Linked DNA regions of Mus musculus: region 1 is linked to region 2. Evidence: chromatin contacts called from public HiChIP or PLAC-seq data. All regions are on one chromosome and are shown on one strand. The core of a region is the stretch at or near the end of the contact, and the rest is flanking DNA. Distances in the headings are between cores, read along the strand shown.

What was found. HiChIP or PLAC-seq counts read pairs in DNA pulled down with a chosen protein or histone mark.
Region 1: a contact with region 2 is called in an H3K4me3 HiChIP or PLAC-seq map of neural progenitor cells, with 6 times the contacts expected there. The contact joins the enhancer-like site here to the promoter of Mpp5 in region 2. A contact is called at or near these places in 3 of 39 promoter capture datasets (embryonic stem cells, hippocampal neurons and stem cell-derived epiblast-like cells) and 10 of 115 datasets of contacts at active chromatin or transcription factors (bone marrow-derived macrophages, cardiomyocytes, embryonic midbrain and 5 more).

What each region holds. Positions count from the first base shown.
Region 1 is chr12:78,097,039-78,103,095 of GRCm38.p6, forward strand. No RefSeq gene overlaps it. Among named protein-coding and RNA genes, the nearest start is that of Gm6657, 97 kb to the right of the region's middle. Within about 2 kb of position 2,988, at least 35 of the 459 cell types and tissues checked have an H3K27ac peak or open chromatin away from gene starts, as enhancers often do. A contact at or near this core is called in hippocampal neurons, neural progenitor cells and stem cell-derived neural progenitor cells, where this site is marked.
Region 2 is chr12:78,745,434-78,751,768 of GRCm38.p6, forward strand. It overlaps Mpp5 (membrane protein, palmitoylated 5 (MAGUK p55 subfamily member 5)), which reads left to right and starts at 3,514. Exons shown (of 15, transcript NM_019579.3): 1 at 3,514-3,673.

The sequences.
Region 1 (6,057 bases), core at 1,738-4,237, 650 kb before region 2:
CTCAGCACAAGCCCTTCAGCCTTTTTTTTTTTTTTTTTTTTGCATTCTCAGCGGGAAAGTAGTTTGAAAACAATCTTGCACCTTCTCAGGAGTTGTCTTGACTACATGAATAGAATCTCAAAGGTTCCCAGGAAAATCCTCTGGTGCATTGAAAGAACCTTTCTTCTCTGTCAGATCAATCCTACAGTGACTAAGTTTATTGCCTTCCTGGAAGTCACAGGCTACCCAGTGTACCAAGAGCACTGGAAGCAAAGTACAGAGATTGATGCATCCAACGGTATCACCAGTGGGAGGGCTGCCATCATGCTATTCCCCTGCTCTATAGTTTGGCCAGACTGAGTTGCCAGGTCCAGTTAGTTCTCCAGAGGCCTCTCTGCCCACACAATCAGCCAGATTCTATCTCCTCTATGCTACCTCCCTGGTTTACTGAGTTTGATGACATATATTCTTGGGATCCAAAATCAAGACTTACATTCAAGTTCTAACTTAGCTACTTTCAAGCTGAGATATTTAAACCTCTGTTATGCCACAAGTGAATGGAAATGAAAATCTCTACACAGCCAAGAAACGAGAGCTTAAAGAGAGTAATGTGAAGCACACTGGCAACTTCAAAGTGGCATATGCAAGTAAAATGTCACATATTTCTGCACGCAGTCAACAGTAGTCACACACACACACACACACACACACACACACATGGAGTTCATTCTTCCAGTGTATGAACAAACCTGAAACCCTAAGAGAAAGAAGACCCTCACCAACCTCAGCTCACTTCCTTAGCATCATCAAGCTACAGAATAAGAGCAGTTCTCAGGCTCTAGCTGAATGCCATCTGGTGGACATAAAGCTCTGTGAGAGGAGACTATTGCAGATACAAGTGGCTTCTAAGATCCCAGCCCGGCAGTGTTGTCGGTACACAAGGCAGGCTTTAGTTTTAGGAGGATACAAAGTGTGGCCACAAGGCAGGCTTTAGTTTTAGGAGGATACAAAGTGTGGCCACAAGGCAGGCTTTAGTTTTAGGAGGATACAATGTGTGGCCACCTGGAAGGTACAACACAGAGACTCTCAAGAAAGATCCTAGATGGTGTTGATGCTATCCCCACCCCCATCACACCCACATTTTCTTCATTAGAATTTTTTTCAAGCATCAGAGGTTTCTTTAATCTTCAAACATCTTTTATTAAAACTAAAAGGCTTGTGGCAAACAAGCCCTCAGATCTCTCATCTCGTAGCTTTAGCTAAGGTTTTCTGGAGGTAAATAGAGAATAATTTCTTTGGGGATAGAAATCAGGGAGGGCAGGGAATCTTTGGACAGTCTTGACAGGAGGAGACTGGTTGAGCCCAGGACAAACTCCATAGGCACTTCCACTTTGCTTTTATCCAGACCTTGTGAATAAGAAGCTGTTTAGCTGACTTTTTGTTTTGTTTTGAGACAAGGTCCCCTTCTGTAGCCCAGATTGGCCTGGAGCTTAATATGTAACCTAGGCTAGCCTACAACTCACGATTTAAACCAAGACGGTCCTGAACTTTTGATTCTCCTGCCTCAGTTTCCCAAGTATTAGCATTATTGGTGTGTGTTGCCAAGCCCAGGTTGTGAATAGAAAGAACTGTATCCTGAAACTTACAATGAGCTTGAATGGCCGATAAAGCCCATAATTTAAGCGAAAGCGGCAGGCATGCGTATATTTTACATTTTATATATATCTCTGAGGCCATCTCAGCACACACGAGGCAGGGAGTCAGGGGGCGGATAAGAGGGGACTGCTTCGTGGTTTGAGTCCAAAGCAGATGGGGCTTCCTGCCAATAGCCCTGGCTTGCAGCACAGAATTGGAGGCCTGCCTCTTCGGAAGTGTGGCAGAGCCCTGCTTCACTGTGTCTGTTCCTCTTCAACACACTTCCTTCTCCATCTACAGTATTTAGAAATATGAGAGACGACGCTGGGAAGAACACAAAGGCTTTTGCAAACTGTCTCTGGCTTCATTTTCAAAGCTGTCGCTATCAGGATTGGATTTAGCAACTTGGCATTCGCTGGGCAGGACCACCCCTGTTGGCAGCCATCTGGAGTGTCTTGGAGGATTTTTAAAGAGGCATCGCTTGGAGAACATTTTGTAGTGGAAAAGTGTTGGTGTTTAATCCAGGGAGCTTGGGTCTGAGCTCAGTACTAGCAGTTACTAAGTGACTTGGGAGACACGCTAGCATCCCTTGGACCTGCTTCTTTACCAGTTATGTGATCTGGTAATTCCTTAAGGCTTAATAGTAAGATTTAAAAATCTAGGCAGACTCCCGAAGTGTTATCGCTGGGCAGCAGTATCAGGTTACCTGGAAACATAATTAGGAATATACACTTTCACTCCCCACCCACACCTCTCATGAGTTAGAAATTCTGGAAGGTAAAGTGCTCCAATGTGCATTTAAGAAACCCTCCAGCTAATTTTGGTCAAGTTTGAAACCCACTGATATTTCCTTGTGCTGCTTCCTCTGAGTATCTGAGACACGATGAATAGCAATAGGTCAAAAGTGTTCTAGGGACCAACTTGAAAAAGCCAGTAGGAAGCCAACGTGAGTCAAATCAGAGTGTGGACTGGGGTCCAGAGCACGAGAAGTCTGTGTCACTTCCCAAAGCCTTTCATAGCCAACGTTCCAAGACTACAAATGGGCGTCTTCGTGATCTGGTACTCACTGATGTCCACATCAGAAGTGAGGAAAACAAAAGTGTCTTTTGCTGATAATGCCAACATATCTTGACCATTTTTGTCTCGACTCCCCATAGATGTCCGTCATTAACCATCTTCACTGTAGCTTTTTGTTTTTCTCTACCTTTTCTGACAACTCTTCATTTTCTCTAAGTTATCAGGGACAACCTGCAAGTGTGGCGTTGAGTTCCACATGGGAACCATGGTTTCCTAGCAACAGCCAGAGCCTGCTGGGCCATTCTGTGAGTCACCAGCTTGGGGCAGCTCTTGATAAGCAGCATGGCTTACAGAGGATCCTTTGTGGGCACCACACTGGAGTCTGCCAGGCCATGTGTCCTTCACAGGACGACAGTGTCCATAGAGAAACAGGTCACAGATAGGACACAGAGAATGACAAGAGAGTTCTCTCCATTCCAGGCTGAATGGATCTTGCTTTTGACTACTCTTTGGGGGAGTGTTGAGGAAAGATGGGAGGAATCACAGAGGGATGGAGGGGCTCATTTTTCAACATCCATCCCCTGGGCACCCACAGTAGATCTTTAACTAGATATTGGAGCTGCAAATGTAGAGACAGGTCCTTGCCCTCAGGAAGTGTAGATTTTAATGGGGAAAAGAGACTGGTAAATTAAATCTACTGATAGATGAGATGCATACCATATAGGAGAAATGATTCATATGTTATTAATATTGATTCCATGACACAGTGTAATTTCCAGACCTCATGAATTGTAATAAGCCTGCTTCCAATTTTATAATTTTTTCTGTTTCACTAAAAAAAAAAAAAATCATCCTCATAATGGGTATTTCCAAGTGATTTAAGTCACACACAGCATGGCTCTTACAATGGATTTGATCTAATATCTGTGACCATATTAGCATTTAGTTCTCTTGTAAAAAAATTTTTTTAATTTACTTACAGGGGTTAGCTTGACTGCCACCGCATGAGCAGATTTGCAGGATGGGGTTCCCCCTTTTCACCACGTGAATCCAGGGAGTAACCTCAGTTGTCAGGCTTGGCAGCAAAGTGGCTTTGGCCATCTCTTAGCTAGCATTTACTTCTCAATGCTTTATATTTAGTTTTTCTTTTCTTTCTTGGTTTTTCAAACTGTCTCTGACTTCATTTTCAAAGCTGTTATCAGTGTGTGTGTGTGTGTGTGTGTGTGTGTGCATGTGTGCCATTGTACACATGTGGAAGCTAGAGAACAATTTACCAGAGTCTGTTTTCACCTCCCACCACGCAGGTTCTGGGGAGTCCAACTCAGGTCACCAGGCTTGGCACCGCGTGCTTTTGCCCTCTGAGCCATCTCCATAGTCTTTGACTCTTTTTTTTAATGATGAGATTTTTCTCTAGTTTTTGTCCTTTATTGATCTTTTTGAAATGGGACCTTGGTGAATTTATCAGTTCCCCTCTTCTTTTAAACATATTGATCTCTGTTTTGTGTTTATTGATTCTTCTCTCTTGCTTTCCTAAAGTTATATTTTTTTATGCCCTCTTGAGTGGGAGCCATCACAGACTCCATCTACTCTCGTGTTTCTTGTGGAGCAACAGAAGCACTCACAGTTGTGGATATCTGCTGTCATGTGTCTTAATGAGAACTATGGCTGAATGTCCTTATTTACTCTTGTTGGCTTGATCTATCTAAGGGATTAATTAAGGTCACCTCTACTGATACTGAATTTCTCTTTATAGTTGCAAAATAATTGAATTCTACATTATGAATTGCACCTGTTGGCAATAAGAGAGGAAGGGAGGGTGGGCGGTCTGGTGGAAGGGAGGAGGCAAATGAAACTCTTTGCATCTTGTTTGTTTGTTTGTTTTTGTTTTTCGAGACAAGGTTTCTCTGTGTTGCCCTGGCTGTCCTGGAACTCACTCTGTAGACCAGGCTGGCCTTGAACTCAGAAATCAGCCTGCCTCTGCCTCCCAAGTGCTAGGATTAAAGGCATGCGCCACCACAGCCCAGCCTTGCATCCTGTTTAATGCTCTGCACCTTGAATTCTATGCCATCATCCGATATTAATTTTGTTGCGCGTGTGGTCTCCTTCCCCCATCTTACATAGAAACATGCTTTGTTTTTGACCCAATGCACGTGTTCCTGAATCTCTTCTTCCCTCCTACTAATACCTTGTTCTCCTCTGGCCAGTTTTACATCTGAGAGCGCCCCCCACAGACTGAATCAGCTAGCTTCCCACTGAATTTAGCTGTGGAAGAAACCCTTTTTCCTTCCCACCTGTGTTGCAGTCCCTCCTCGGCTCCAGCTTCTGATGTATCACCCTGTCATGGTGCCTGCTTCTGTCCTGCTACCCTAGTAACTCTCCCTTCTCCCCATGTCCTTCTAGGCAGGTAGAAGCTTAAAGAAGTTACAGTACCCAGGCTTCCTCCTGCCTTCTGCTTAGTTTCTCTCGTCATCTGGCTCACGTAGTCAGTTTTCTACATTAAAACCCCCTTTGATTTAAATACAAAGTGGCATTTTCCTAAATGAACTTTGATACACTCATTTTTAATTTTTTTTTTCATATAAAAATTCAATCTTGGAAATGTAAATGAGGAAAATACCTAATAAAAATATTTTAAAAATTCAATCTACTCACTTCTGCAGCCAAGGCTATGAGTTGACTGCCTCGACATTCGTTCCAACTCTGTACTTCTTTCTAGTGTCAAGGTTACAAAGCCCCAAACTAAACTCATAAAACAGGCCAGGGAGGCTTTGTGGTGCAGTAACACCTAAGTAAACTCTACCGGGAGTTTCTAGAAACTTTTCTGTTGTTTGCTGTTTGTTTGTTTGTTTATTTGTTTGTTTTTCAAAATATGGAATTACTCTTTCCTCCTGCAGTCTTTCTGATTTGTTTGGACGCTGGGATTGGTGCCTTAAAGCTTCAGCATCCATTCTGAGACTGAGGAAAAGACAATGAGGAACATGGCGGGCCAGATCCTGACATCCCTGAGACACTGAACCAGTGCCAACAACCCCCCAGACTCCCGTTACATAAAGAAAAGAACATGTTTACGTCTTTAAACAATGACTGGTATGTTTTTATATTATTCTCTATGGAATGCAATTCCTAGCTCATAATTGGCATTTGGAGTTGGTCAGCTCTTTATTGTGTGGAGGCAGGAGTGCAATTTGTAGTATATTCAGAATCTCTGGGCCCAGCTGCTAAGTACCAATAGCACTATTCAACTACTGAGCAAATCAAACTGTTGCTAAGTACTTTTTAACGGGATTGAGTTTTGTCCACTCTACAAACAAAACACAGGCACAGCCTGTGCAAAAAAAAAAAAAAAAAAAAATTCAGAATAGTTTTATGGAGTTCCTGCAAATATAACTCCAGAAACCCATCTGTCAAATTTCCAGCAGAACTCTT
Region 2 (6,335 bases), core at 2,264-4,763:
TTATTAGTAGATAGGGCCTAGTTGGAAGAAGTTGGCCACTGTGCGTTATGACCTTCGAAGAGTATCCCTTGTTCCCAGAGTATCCCTTGCACTCTTTCTCTTGCTCTGCCTCCTCTTGTCATCTGTGACCTGAGCTGCTTTGCCACACTATGTGTTCCTGCTCCCATGAGTATGGGCCACAGAGCAAGAGTGATAAGTATCCATGGACTGAAACCTTGAGCCCAACTAGGCCTTTCTCTGTGTTTCTCGGTTATTATAATACAGTGCTGGAAAATGACTAATGCAGTCTGTTTTTTAATTTTAAATTTAGTTAAAAATTTAATTTATGAAAATGGCATATATTTGTGATGTTTAACATGTTTTCAAATGTGTGTATATTTGAAGAAGGGCCAAACTGATCTAATTAACTTTTCTTAATATGCTTAGTTTTTGTGGTAAGAACCTTAAAATTTACTCTGTTTTTCAAGTATGCCATACATGATTAAGGATAGTCACTATTTTGTGCAACAGAGCTCTTAAACTTATTTCTCCAATCTATCAAATTTTGTAGCCTTTAATAAAAATCTCAACTCCTACCTATTTTCCCATTATTGCGGTATTCTGACTAGTTTATTCTTTGTCCTTGTCCTTACCTCCAATTAGCTAGTAAAGGTCCTCTTGCCATGAACTTTATCTTTCTTTGATTCTTTAATTTCATTTTCCATACTTTTTTTACTGTTTGTATTTACCTTGTCTCTTTATTGTGAATTCCTCCAGGACAGAGTCTATCAGCTGTTTCAACTCCTATAGCACAATGCTATTCTGAATGTTCCCCCAAATTTAAAGCAGCATGGCGTTCTACTACTTTAATACATCGGTGGGTGATATAAGCAGATATCAAGACAAAGAAGGAGGAAGAACGTGTCCTATGGTTGTTCTTCTTCTTACAGTTGGTTTTACAGTTTGGCTTTCTCTATTCATCCGTAATGTTTAGTTACAAATCAGCCAGGGTGACTCAGCAGGTGGACTGCCTTCTGACAAGGACGAACAGTTAGTTCTTCAAACAGGAGGTTTTAAAATAAATTACTGATTACTATTTTATTCCACTTTGGGATGAATGTTATATTGTCTTAACTCCCGTACTACCCATGTTAGACTCCATTTGCAGAAGCTCCCAGTCATAAAATCAGAAACAAAAGCCCTCTTAAGTTACAAATGAGAAAATTTAAGTCCAGGAAGGCTTGTTGCACATCCACATAATAGCACTCTCATCACTTTGCCTGCAGTTTTTATACTTTCTGCTCTTTCAGGTACCCATTTTTGCATACAAGGCCAGTAATTAGTGTGATATTGGGGTTCTGGAAAATGTTCTATTTACCAAAGAATAGGTTTCATATTTGCCACAATCTTCTCTTTTTAAAAATAAAAAGTTTATATTCTATACTTAGGATATAAAATAATAAAAATTTCCTGTACTTTATAAAGGAATCTCCCATATTTCCAGAGTAGCAGCTGCCCCATTGCTTCACACTAATAGTGATTGATCATTTTATCAGAGTGGAGCCTACAAGAGGAAAACCTAAGCAACTGGGGAAGCAAGGCAAGGTAGTTACCCGGCAGGGGTGTTCATTAGGGAAGAAATGTTTTGGAAAGCTGTCTGGATGGGGCTATTGGAAGGTATGAAGAGAAATGCTTTCTAGGAGCCTGGAAAGATAAGTGTTAAGAATGTTTGGTGCTCTTGAGGAGGAAATGGGTTCAGTTCCTAGCACCCAAATGGTGAATTGTAATTGTCTGCAGTCTGAGACTCAGGGAATCCAAAGATCTCTGCCTCACCAAACACCAGGCAATAGGTAACACATACACATAAATGCAGGCAAATATGCATATACACAAAATAAAAAACAAATACATCTTTTAAAAAAGAACACCCTCCCACCCTTTGGCTATATCTGTAAACATCTTTTGTCACTTTTGGAAAGGGAGATGTGCCTGGAATCTAAGGGACAGAAACTATTTTGTCAAACACATTATCATGCACAGAACAGTCCTCACAACAAGAGTAAGCTAGCTTTATGTCAACATTTCCAAAAAGGGGGTGGGGTGGGGGAACCACTTTTTAAAAAAGGAACTAGAGTACTTGTTACCTAATGTCTTATGCATTAAAAAAAAAAAAGGTAGAAAGGAATGTCAACACTCACTAACCTTTTGTGTGTGGCTAACAGTGTCTAGGAATTCTGGAGACAGTCCACTTGCAGTTCACAAATTCTCACTTCTTTGTGAAGATGAACTAAGCAGACAGTTCAGTTACATATATTTGGAAGTTGTCCGTCTGTACTCAAAGTCCACTGAGGTATGTTTGACAGAAGGAAAGAGGTCTTTAGTGGTATGTAAAAAAGTCCTGTCCTTGGCTCTGCCTTACTAACACCAATAAACAACGTTAAGTACTTAATAAAATGTCAGTAAGATTTGAATTTGATGATCCAGGAAGAGAAGGATTTCGCCCTCCCCCCACCCCCCAAAAAAAGTTGTGCTTACTTCAGAGGGCATAGTATTCCTTGGGGACACTAACAACCCATAAGAGGAAAAAGGTAGGTAGGAGCCTGGGTATATTGGGAATGGTGCTTAAAAACCACGGTGGGAGGAAATAAAGACATGATTAATTGCATATACGAAGGCACAGAGGGACAGTTGTCTACGACATGTGCCCCTGAGAAAACTCAACAGGCTGAAGCAATGGATTTAGGTCCAGCAGAAGAGGTTTCTACATAGAACATATTTCTGTTTGCTCCAAATCCAGTTCCTCGCGCACACTTTCATAGCACTTTCCGTGCCCACCCTTCCCAGATGGTGGCATAGGTGTGTCCTGACAGCATGGACTCGCGCTGGGACTAGCCTAAGTAACTCCCAATCCTCTCCGGAGAATTCTGTGACAACTGTGGCCTTTGACATCCTTCCTGGTTTTCAGAAAGGAGTCGTCTGTGGAATCAGGGAATTGTGTGGAACTTTATACACAACCAGGTGTTGGCGTCACGGTTGTTTTGAGCATTAGCATTTTTGATGTGCCTGACAGGACAACAGGGGTCTCTTCCAAGGGAATCGGATTTTTCTCAGGAGATGACCGCTTCCCAGGCCCCGTCGAGCCTTAGCGGCTTCCGAGTCCGTCTCAGGGAAGCACGGCGACCCCACACAGAGGCGAGGAGGTGGGCTGAGGCAGCGAAGCGACTCAGCGGTTAGAACGAACGCTTCGCAGTTCGAGGCGGGTGAGTGCGCGCGGCCGAGCCCCCGGGAGGCGGGGGGGGGGAAGAGCGGACCAATCAGCGGGCCCTCTCCCCACGCGCGCTCAGGATTGGACGATCCGTTCCAGCCTCTCTCCGGGCCGTGGGCGGGCCGCGCCAGGAACGGCCTGGGATAGGCGCGCCCGCTGCGCCAGCGTCCCAGGGGCGCGTGCGCGGTCTCGCGTCAGCCGCGGGGGCCGGTCTCGCGCGGCCTCGAGGAGGAGTTGCTGGCGACGGCGGCGACGGAGGAGGCTGGCGGTGAGGAGGGGGCGGGGACTGGAGACTCCGAGGTGGGAGGAATCGGGAGTTTCTGGATTCTTTATCCAGTGTTTTGAGGGCCGCCAGACGGAGGGCTGTTGCTTGGGCTGCGTTGAGGAGCGAGGGAGGGAGAGAGGATCGGCGGCCGCCGGGGCTTGGAGGTAAGGGGCGGACCCGCAGCGCCCGGGCTGTGGCGATCTTAATCAACAGGTTCCCGGGAGCGCGGCGGGGGAGGGGCGGCGGGGCTCGCACCCCCTCCCAGACCCGCCGCACCGCCAGGGTTCCCTGGGGAGAGCCCCAGGCTGAGCCGGGCGCCGCGGTGGCAGCCCAACCTTTGTCCCTCGGAGGGACGCTCCCCGCGCGATGCCGGTTGGTTCCCTGGGCCGGGGGGTGGGGGTGGGGGGGACGCACCTTGGCGCGGTGGCGGGCCACCCCGCCGGACTTGCCGGGGGCACGGCAGGGAGTCGTCTCGCTGCGCCCAGGCCCGGAGTTCGCGAGTCTCTGGGACTCTTCCCTCACCCCACCCCTGGCCGGATCGGGGAACCAGCCTGGGAAACACTTTCCCGTGGAAGACGGAATGCAGCCAGCGTTCCGGTGCCTGAGTCAGCCCCTGGTGTTCTGCTACTCATTGCGTTCTGCGGATAAACAGTTCCTGCTTCCTTGTGACCACTGCTAAAGAGTAGTGCGTTCTCAGAACTTAGACGGAGATTGTCCGGTGAACTTTGAAGCCTGTAAATGCTTGGTAGAGCTACTTTCAATGAATGCCGCTCGGAACGATCCTTATTGTAAATTACGTAACTGACTAAGGATAGCTCTCTCCTTCTGTCCAGCTGACTGACACACAGTAATGTGTGTGGAATTTAGATTCGGCCGAAAAGTTTTCCATGACACTTTACTCTAAAATGAATGCAGCACCTACGAGGGTTTTTACTTAGTGTGTTGTGTCTAATTTAGAGTTTCAAGAGTTTAAATTCTGAAAGCCAGTGTAGCAAGAATTCTAAAGTTTTGATTTAGCGGATAAGGTGGAAGGTATTTCTGGTTTTAATAAGGCACTGTAATGTTTTAATGATACTATTCTAATTATCCTTTTAAATTATGCCAGAAATTAATAACTTGTTAACTTTTGCAACAGTAACAAATTATGTGGTGTGCTGGTGTCTTTGAAGTATAGGTATTGGTGGGAATGAACACTATCCTTTCTTGACGAGCTGTTTCTATAGTATTTCTGTGGACACGATTTCTTGTTTTAAAGATCATTCTAAACTGTAATAGCAGGCTTACATTAAAATTTAAAGAGCTTTATAAGTAAAAAAGACAAAGATATCAAAAGAGATTCATAATCTTTTTTTTTGGGGGGGGGGCGTCGAGAAAGGGTTTCTCTGTATAGCCCTGGCTGTCCTGGAACTCACTTTGTAGACCAGGCTGGCCTCGAACTCAGAAATCCGCCTGCCTCTGCCTCCTGAGTGCTGGGACTAAAGGTGTGCGCCACCACACCCAGCGTTTCATAATCTTTTAAAAATTGAGTAAATTTGCCACGAATGACTAAAAGTCATCACCTTGAATTTGACAAATAATGGTGGACTCCTTAGTGATTTTATACACACACACACACACACACACATACACATATATAAATATAATGTTAAAATAGATGAGAGACTTAATATAATTCTACCTAAGGGTCATCCAAAGTGGTACAGTGACTTAGCTATGCATGTCGACTTCGGAATTGTAATTTTTTTGAAAAAAGATTTTATTTATATGTTCATGGGGGTGGGATATTGACACATATATGCATGTGCCAGTGGCAGCTGAAGGCATTGAATTCCCCTAGAACTAGAGTTACAGGCTCTCGGGGACCACCCATTGTGGGTGCTGGGAGCTTAACTTGGTTCCTCAGCAAGAGCTCTTTAATGCTGAGCCCTCCATCTAGGCTACTGTATTGTGGTCTGATTAAAAAGCTCAGACTCACTACCTATAGTCCCCTACCTATGTAAACAAAAGCCAAATCTGCTTTCTGTCATGTCATGTCTAAAATACTTCTGTTCTTTGTTTAAGATACTGTGTAGACCAGAGTTCTGAGCCACTGTTTGGTGTTCTCTTCTGTTGAGGTTTCTCCTGTAATGTGTGCACAGCATGCATTAATAAACTCACATAATTGAGAATAACCTCCTTGAAGTCCTTTGATGGATCTTGTATGTTAATCACAAACAAACTACCTTCATATTAACATTTACACTCAAATTGGACTGGTGAGCACTGTAGTCTTACAAAGTTAACACACATTTAAATGTCACAATCATCAGACTTTCAAAAAATTTAAGATGACAATATTTAGCATATTCTTTTAACTTTTCCACAGGTAAAATTCATGCTTTCTTTTCATATGTTACCGTGTACAATATTTTGGAAATGTTTTGGGAAAAAATTGTTCTGACTTACGTATATTAATGTGACCTATTAATTCTCTGATGTTTTGCTGATTTTGGAGTGTTTATTATACACTTAGTAAATTACAGGATCATTAAGTTGGAAGTCATCTTATGTATGTACAGAACATTTTTAGGTCTCAGGGACAAGTTAGGGTTGTAGAAGAGGTGATGAGTGTGAAGTAAATACTTCACACTTGTTTTGGTATTCTACTTTTAGTGGTGTTCTCATTGCACGTGACTGCCCACTTCTCCTCCCTAGCATCTTGCTTGGTATGTAGCCCAAGCAGACCTACACCTGGTAATGTAACTAGACTGGCCCCAAACTCCTCATTCTCTTGCCTTAGACTCCAAAGTACTGGCATTGCAGGCATGTGCCACCACGCCCAGCTCT